Linked DNA regions of Mus musculus: regions 2 and 3 are each linked to region 1. The links are chromatin contacts, called in public Hi-C and promoter capture Hi-C maps. All regions are on one chromosome and are shown on one strand. Each heading gives the region's core, a stretch centred on a gene start, on an enhancer-like site or on the middle of the called end of the contact. The rest is flanking DNA. Distances are from core to core; before and after follow the strand shown.

What was found. Hi-C and Micro-C count contacts between places; a contact is called where the count stands out from the background. Capture Hi-C pulls out chosen DNA fragments and counts their contacts.
Region 2: a Hi-C map of liver shows a contact between it and region 1, with 1.6 times the contacts expected there. The contact joins the enhancer-like site here to the promoter of Mt2 in region 1. A contact is called at or near these places in 1 of 484 Hi-C or Micro-C datasets (liver) and 2 of 115 datasets of contacts at active chromatin or transcription factors (effector CD8 T cells and memory CD8 T cells).
Region 3: a contact with region 1 is called in a promoter capture Hi-C map of adipose tissue. The contact joins the promoter of 9330175E14Rik here to the promoter of Mt2 in region 1. A contact is called at or near these places in 1 of 39 promoter capture datasets (liver), 1 of 115 datasets of contacts at active chromatin or transcription factors (effector CD8 T cells) and 1 of 9 other capture datasets (adipose tissue).

What each region holds. Positions count from the first base shown.
Region 1 is chr8:94,171,319-94,173,942 of GRCm38.p6, reverse strand. Mt2 (metallothionein 2) reads right to left here and starts at 1,325. Exons shown (of 3, transcript NM_008630.2): 1 at 1,068-1,325; 2 at 751-816; 3 at 376-607. The coding sequence starts at 1,095. The coding sequence ends at 516. Gm39227 (a long non-coding RNA gene) reads left to right here and starts at 2,288. Exons shown (of 3, transcript XR_879107.2): 1 at 2,288-2,624.
Region 2 is chr8:94,457,354-94,459,977 of GRCm38.p6, reverse strand. It overlaps a transcript of Nlrc5 not described here. Among named protein-coding and RNA genes, the nearest start is that of Nlrc5, 14 kb to the left of the region's middle. Within about 2 kb of position 1,332, at least 56 of the 459 cell types and tissues checked have an H3K27ac peak or open chromatin away from gene starts, as enhancers often do. A contact at or near this core is called in effector CD8 T cells, liver and memory CD8 T cells, where this site is marked.
Region 3 is chr8:94,433,771-94,436,394 of GRCm38.p6, reverse strand. 9330175E14Rik (RIKEN cDNA 9330175E14 gene) reads left to right here and starts at 1,292. Exons shown (of 3, transcript NR_015514.2): 1 at 1,292-1,559; 2 at 1,919-2,168; 3 at 2,249-2,624. It also overlaps a transcript of Nlrc5 not described here.

The sequences.
Region 1 (2,624 bases), core at 76-2,575:
GGTTATTACTCGTGGGAGACGTCATATCTGACTCACTCCCATTTTTATTTACAGGTATTTCATACTTTAAGCCTAAAAACCGAAAATAATTAGGGGTAGGGATGTGGCGCATTAGAGCACCTGGGTTTAGTAAGCAGGAAGCTTTCGGTTTAATCCCCAATACACACACACACACACACACACACACACACACACACACACACACACACACGCCCAGTAGGAATGGCCCATTTCTGTGACCAATGCATGCTTCTGCATGACCACTTTCTAGGCGGTCAAAGTCCAGAGAAATATAATCCGACTAGCTCAAATTCAGCTGCTGCAGTCCCATCTCAACGCCTCTGCCAGCCCTTAACCAATGCACAGAGACAAGCTGAATTAATCAAGTCAACGGCTTTTATTGTCAGTTACATGCTTTATAGAAAAAGTTGTGGAGAACGAGTCAGGGTTGTACAAAAAAGGCTAGGCTTCTACATGGTCTATTTACACAGATGTGGGGACCCCTCCGCCCCCCTTCAGGCACAGCAGCTGCACTTGTCGGAAGCCTCTTTGCAGATGCAGCCCTGGGAGCACTTCGCACAGCCCACGGGGCAGCAGGAGCAGCAGCCTGTGGGGAGAGAAGAGTTGAACGTGAGCGAGAAACCTTGTCAGAGGCACACCACCTGAACGCTCCCGGGAGGGAAGGCGCGGCGCGGCGGGCTAGGGACCCCAGGAGAGTGACGGGGAAATGGCAGAGAAGATCCAACTTACTTTTCTTGCAGGAAGTACATTTGCATTGTTTGCATTTGCAGGCGCCAGCGCAGGAGCAGGATCCATCTAAAAGTAGAAGGCAGTCAGTGAGCGCGGTTGAGTGGGACCCGGGAGTACCTGAACGCTGTTCTCCTAGGAAGGTGAGGCAAATCACCCGGGTAGGCGAGCCACTATCTCAAGGACTAGTTTAAAGGAGCAGGAGTGCTTCAGAATTCATTCGGAAGGGGTAGCCGGTCGTACCCTTAAAGTAATTACTAAAGGAGGGGCCAAAAAGCCTGTCTAGCTCTCCCAGAAATCCCGTCAGCAGTCCCCCTTACCGGAGGCACAGGAGCAGTTGGGGTCCATGGCGAGTGGAGGCGGCGGTTGAAGATCGACGAGAGATCGGTTTGAAGAGTTCTAGGAGCGTGATGGAGAGAAGCACGCGGAGCGCGACCTTTATAGCGGAGAGTATTGGGTCGAGCGCAAAAGCTCCGCCCGGGTGGAAGGCACCATGCACGCGCCCCCGCCGCCTGCACACGCCCTTTTTCTGGCTCAAGGGATATGGCCAGCACACGCCCCTGGGCCTGCGCACGACCCGAATTCTGCAAGCGGCCCTCTTTTTGCTCGTGGGACAGAGCCTGCACACGCCCTCCCCCCACCCCCCGCGCTGAGTCACACCCCCTTTCTCTGGGCTCAGGGACTGAGAGCAAAGGAGCTGAGCGCAAAGGGTCTGCGATCCGGTGGGAACCGGTTCCAGGACACCTGCTTGCTCCCGCGCGCGCCCTTTGCGGTGCCCCGGGGCCCGAGGGGCCGGGTGCAGAGGCGATGCTGAGCGACGAGACCTCTGGCCGCCCAGATCACGCCACGGGGACACAGTTTCCGCGCATGTCTTGTGTGCTAACCTGGGTGAAAGCGGGGCTTGGAGACCCTGCGTACAGGAAAACTTAGCTGGCAGTGTGAACCGGTTACAAAAACCAGCCCTACCCCTGGCTTAACTGCTGTTGGTGATGTACTCCTGCCCCCCTGCGTGTCACGTGCTGCGGGCACCGTAAGAGCTGTCGTTTTTCCTTACAAACGCTGGTTGGAGTGTTCATTATTCTCACCGTAGAAAAGTGGAAACGGAGACGCAGTCACATAGTCACTTGCCCAAGATGAGTGTAGGGTTCGAATCCACTAAGGCACCAGCCAGTTGTCAAGAGACTAGAGACCATAGACACAAGCCTTGTGCTAAGACTTACTCTTGGGGGGCGGGGGGAGGGCAGCGAGTGACAGGAAAAAATGGTGGGGGTCTTTGCTGGAGGTGGAATTCAAGAGAACGAAAGCAGTCCATTCTGGGAGGATATGGACCAGGGCCCTTTGCCAGGGTGTTTGCCAAGTAGGAAGGGCCAGATGGTGGTGTTCTGAAACACACGGATGGAAAGCCCCACGTAACCCGACCCACCTCCACCCACGGGTGGATGCTGAGGGGAAGGGTGGAGATGGCAGCCAAAATTTCTTCCCCTGGAGGTACATGGTGTTTCCCCACTTGCTTAAGTCTGCTGAAATCAGACTGGAAGTCATAGCTGGAATGTCTGTGTCATCTGCAGAGCCAGGAAACTGGTGCCGGAAGCTTCCCGGCAGGCCGACTCGGATACTTTCAACGGAGGCTGTGGGTGGGTTGTAACAGGACAGGCTGTCCTCGCAGCTCTTAGTGAAAACTGGGGCAATGCCTTCTTGACTCATTCCAGGCATTACTGGATGCCCACGGCTGTCCATGGATTGTGTGATTAAACACCGTGTCCTTTCCCTTCCTGGCACTTTCTGTGGCTGCCCTGGCTATGAACTTGAACCGGATTGATTTCTGGGCTCCCGTGCTCCCTTTCCAGACTGACCCCAGAGCAGTCTTTGCTGTAACT
Region 2 (2,624 bases), core at 83-2,582, 290 kb before region 1:
CCCACAAAATAGTAGACAGAATCCCTTGTCTACTCTTAGTTTCCATCTACAGCAGCAAAAGGGTACAGCTGACCAATGACTCAGGGAAGTGGGGTTGGGAGTCTTGGCCACAGTTAGAGAGAGAAGGAAGAGATGGGAGGGGAAAGGAAAAGAGGGAAGGGGAGGAAAATCCATTTACCTGGCTTCTTGGATCATGATAGATGGTGTCCCCATATAGAGGGTCTTCTGAGTGTCTGGACTTTGCCCTCTGACCCTCAGTTTATAGGCTGTTTCTATGGCTCAGGTCCTAAAGAGAGAGAAAACAAGGTGCTCTCCCCCTCTTCCAAACTCAAGAGGAATGATGCTGTGTCCAGGACCCCAGTCCCTGCCTCAGAGGACACTTGACCCTCAAAGGTCCTTCACCTTCACAAACCAATCGAGTTCTTCCCAACCAAGTTCTGTATGTTCCTGGAGTTGGCACAGCCCAGTCATCCTGCTGCCATCTTGCCAAACAAGGAACACAGGATGACTTCCCCTACCTCCTTTAACTAAAAGCCTGGGCATCATAAGTCCATAGTTGGACTCAGCTTACTCATTTGCACAAAAGTGGAAAAGTCCTCACCACAAATGCCAGCCTCTGTCCTTGCCCACAAAGTCCCCAGGAGCTCAACATTTGGAGCCGTCTTTCTTAATAGTTTAAAGTTTTTAAATAAGCAAACAAGTGCTGGGCACGCATGTGTGCAATCCTAGCACTTGCAAGGTGAAAGCAGAAGAACCAGGAGTTCAAGAATATCTTCAGTTTCAGAGTGAGTTCAAGGTCAGCCTGGCCTATGTAAGACCCTGTCTAAAGGAAGAAGAGCAGCAGGGTGAAGCCGCAGAGGTAGTCTACCTTACTGTGATACAAAGTTAATGTTCTCTACAGTGAATTTGGTACAACAGCACCAGGAGATTCAGAGATGCAACAGAGTTGTGAGGTAGATCTTCAAGGTGACACAAATGTATCTACAAGAAGATACAGGAAGTAATGTCTCTTTCTACCCTGATGAAAACATAGCAAGCAGCTCTGAACCTCCAGTGGATGTACTGGAATCCAGATCTGGGGCCTCCCAGCCTCTGAGGCTGTGAGCTATAATTGACACCTAGACTGTGTTATTCTGTTACAGCAGTTTGAAGTGACTAAGACACAGCTGCCTGTGACCACAGAAAGCAGAAAGAAAAAAAATCTCTAAGTTGGTATGCAGGCAGAAGGCAATGCCACTTAAAGTCGACCAGAACACCCTAGAGATGTGAGGATGGGGACAGTCATTTGGAGAAATAAGCAAACAGGATGTGTGGCAATAGGGTGCCAATATTACAGCACAAGGCATTTTCAGTTAGAATCGAATAATTAAGGGTGCAGGCTGCAGCTTGGTGTGCAGTGTGTATGCATGTATTTAGCAAGCACAAGACCCTGGGGTCAATCCTCAGGAACGCACAAGACAGAAAAACCGAAGGCAATTCTATCAAAAGGCCATTTGGGGGATAGGCAGGCAAGCATGTGGAGAAAGTCTCCAAATATAGTAAAGCGATTTCTAGAGGGATCAACACTGTATGGAACTTGGGTTAAAATAGAAAAAAAATACAAAATGACCAAAGGAATGGAATAGAGCCAAATGAGCTTCACATTCACATAAAACTCACTCATCAATGGCATTTCCCAACACATCCAGTTAAAGAACTATTATTAAAATTGTGTGTGTGTGTGTGTGTGTGTGTGTGTGTGTGTGTGTGTACACGTACATCCACATGCCTGTGGGTCAGAGAGGGCATCAGATCCTCTGGAGCTTGAGTTCTAGGCAGTAGTGACCTTCCCAACATGAGTTCTGGAAACTTAACTCAAATCCTCTACAAGAGCAGGAAGTGTTTTTAAACACGGGGACATTGCTTCCCCGAAATAATTATTTTTAACTAAGTGTTTTTGTAAATGTGTTGCATAGGACTGGGGAGATGACTCAGCAGGCAAAGGCGCTTGTCAGACACCTCAGTTTGATTCCCAGAGCCCATGGAAAGCCGAAAGGAGAGAACCGACTCTACAAAGTTGTCCTCTGATCTCCACATGCCCACCATGGTGCCCACATGCTTATGTCAAACACATGTAGACGCACATGCACACATTCGTTCTCTCTCTTGTTCATGTGCTCACTTGCTTTCTCTCTCTCTCTAATAAACAAACAAACAGTTTTAAGATTGCTTGGAACTTAAAATCCTGGGATCATAGCATTTCATACCCATATAGACTGGCTGTAAGGAAAACAATGGACTCTGTTGATTGGGATTTGAAAGAACTGGAAGCCTCACATATGGCTGGCAAGAATGATACTACTTTGGAAACCAGTTTGGAAGTTCATCATAAATCCAGCTCTGCCATTCCTAGGTCTAGACCCAAGAGCTATGAAAACACTGCCCACACACAAGTGGTCCCTGGATGTTTAGACCGGATTGTTCATTTTCATTCTGAGATGCTCCACACTTCAATAAAGTTACTGGAAACATTTTATATAAACAAAGGTGTTACAATAAAACATTTCTTACCATCCACTAATTTTTCTATTTGTGTGTGTGTGTGTGTGTGTGTGTGTGTGTGTGTGTGTGCGGGGGGGGGGGGG
Region 3 (2,624 bases), core at 43-2,542, 260 kb before region 1:
GATTGGGACACTTTGGTTGCTGGGATTTTTGTCTTTCAGCTTGTAGTTGCAGTCTCTGCCTCCCCAAGATGGCCGCCTTCCTGAGGTATCTATGTGGATATGCTGATCGCCTCTATTAGTGGGCAGAAGTCTTACTGGGCCCACCCTACAACCTCATCTTAAGTGTCTGCAGTCACCCTGTGTCCAAATAAGGTCACGTTCAGAGGCAGTGGGGATGTCTTCTTTACCCAACACACAGCACAAAATATGGGAGAAGAGAATCTACAGAGTTTTGTTGAACTCTTTCTAGAGGGAAGAGAGAAAGAGAGAGAGAGAGAGAGAGAGAGAGAGAGAGAGAGAGAGAGAGAGAGAGAGAGAGAGCACATAGACATTGACCAGGTACTGCTATCCTCGGGCTGGTCCGGGAACAGGTCTAGGCAGACTTTCCCAACCAAGTGCTTACTAGGCCTAAGCATACTTAGCTTCTGAGATCAGGCCAACCTGTGCTTTCTGGGCAGACCGGACTAAGCAGACTAAGGCACTAAGGCGTTCCCTTAGCTTCGGCATTTGTCCCATCAGGACCCCAGGCTCCTCACACTTGTGGCCGAGGCATTGTTTCTATTTCGTCTCACTCGATTCAGGAGATAAATTTTGAACATAATGTCTGTACTATAGATGGGGAACCAACCTTCCAAGATCTGAAATCGTAACTCATGGTCATGATGCACAGTATTGAGAGCACCCAGAGGTCCTATTCCAAGACAGATGGGCGCTGGTCCTGGAGGCAGGGCAGGCAAGGCATAATTGCTGGTGCTGGTCTGTGGACAGTACACCATGAGGGGCCTTATGAACTTCCAGTCACTCCCGCCCACTCTGTTCTCTGGTGGGAGCTCAGGCCTGGTGCCTTATTTTTGTGGCGCCGGGGACTCAAACCAGGGTCTGCCCTGTCTCTGAGCTACATCCCAGAGGGAACCTGGCAGGTTTCCGGGTTTCCTTTCTTTGCAAGAAAGCGATTCAGGAAGAGAAAGCTGCAGGTATGGCTCAGCTACACCCACCTTTGGTCATTTTCTAGCCTTTTCCCCCAATCATGAAGGTCAATTTTCAAAATACCTTTTCTGTATGAAGCCCCTCCCGCCCTTTTCAGAAGAATCCTGACAATATATACCAATAGTACTGAAGACCCAGAATTCTCCAGGAACCTCCCAGAGCTCCCAGCTCAGCTTTTCTGAGTGGAAAAAAAATGGTTTAAACCCCACGTGGCATTGTGGTAGGCCAGGGACAAAAGGCTGCCCAGGCTTACCCTTGTGACTGGAAAGTTTCAATGATCATTAGAAATACAGGTGATGGACATTCAAGAAACATCGTTCTCTTTTAAAACACAATATTCTGTTTTGTTTTTGTTTTTGTTTTTAAAGATCCCTGTCTTTTTGTACATTCCTTAATATCTAGTATTTGTTCCAACACAATGTTGGTAGCCAGAAGCCACCGACCTGAGGTTGGCAACTCTTAGAGAACGCAGCTTTCCTCTATAGAACAGCAAGTTGCTACGGTTCAGCCAAATTCTATCTGTCTAATAAAAGGTGGGGTTTTGTTTGTTTGTTTGTTTGTTTTGTTGTTTTGGCTGAAAATTCAGAATTATATGTAGCAAACAGGGCGGCTTCTGGATTATTATTAAAGCAAAGGCATTGAAAAGAAAAAAAAAAAAACAAGAAGAAAGTATGGTTGGGGGTGGGGGATGACAAGTGTGGCAGGCACCAGGAGAGGGGGCGCACAGACATACAAAGTTTTTTCCCAAACTGAGCCACTCCCTCCAATTTCTGTGGTCCCCAAATTACAGTGTCCGACTGCATTTTGCTAAGCCACCAGTACCCCAACCCACCCGGGCCCCTCAGTCCGTTTGTCTATCCACCTAGCCCCTGACACCCCCTCCTCTCTCTAGGCACAGATCTCCCTCCGCGCCCCGGCTTGGGCAGGTAACTCACCAGTTCAGCTCCCTCTCCACCGCGCTCTGTGGAAACTGAAAGTGGCCACTGAGCGGGCGCTGTTCGCTAGTTCATAGACTCTACTGCCGCTGCCGAGAAATCACGTGGATTCAAAGTGCCAGCCCCAGGGCGCGCGAGTAGCGTGCCCGGAACCCGCCGCGGCTTGGAGATCGCAGCGGGACATGCCTCTCTGACTACTGAGACTGGGTAAGGTGGGCATCTGCCAGGAAGTGGGTGGGGCCAGAGCGCAGCAGGACCCGCACAACCCTTCTTTCTACACTTCCCAGAGACGATGTAGGATGAAGGCAGGAGGAGCCACTGAGCAAAACTTCGTGGAGTTGGGTCCAGGGTCCAGTGGCGACAGCGGCTCATCACCTGAGACCTGACCTGGACAAGCGCGGCCTCCAGGTGTGTCTCTGCTGGTCCCTGGGTGCAAGGGTTGCCTAGGCTACAGAAGAAAGCTTGGTGCAGGGATAAGGGATGGAAAGAGGTGGGCGGTAAGAAAAGGACTACAGGGCCAGCGTCAGCCCTGGAAAGTTCCTGTCTCTGTTCCAAGTTCTACAACCTGCCCTGCCTCTTGTCTTTGTCCCAGAACAGGAGGCCAGGCTCCTCCTGAGGATGGTTTCTGTGACATCCCACAGTGAAGCAACTTTCCCAGAATGC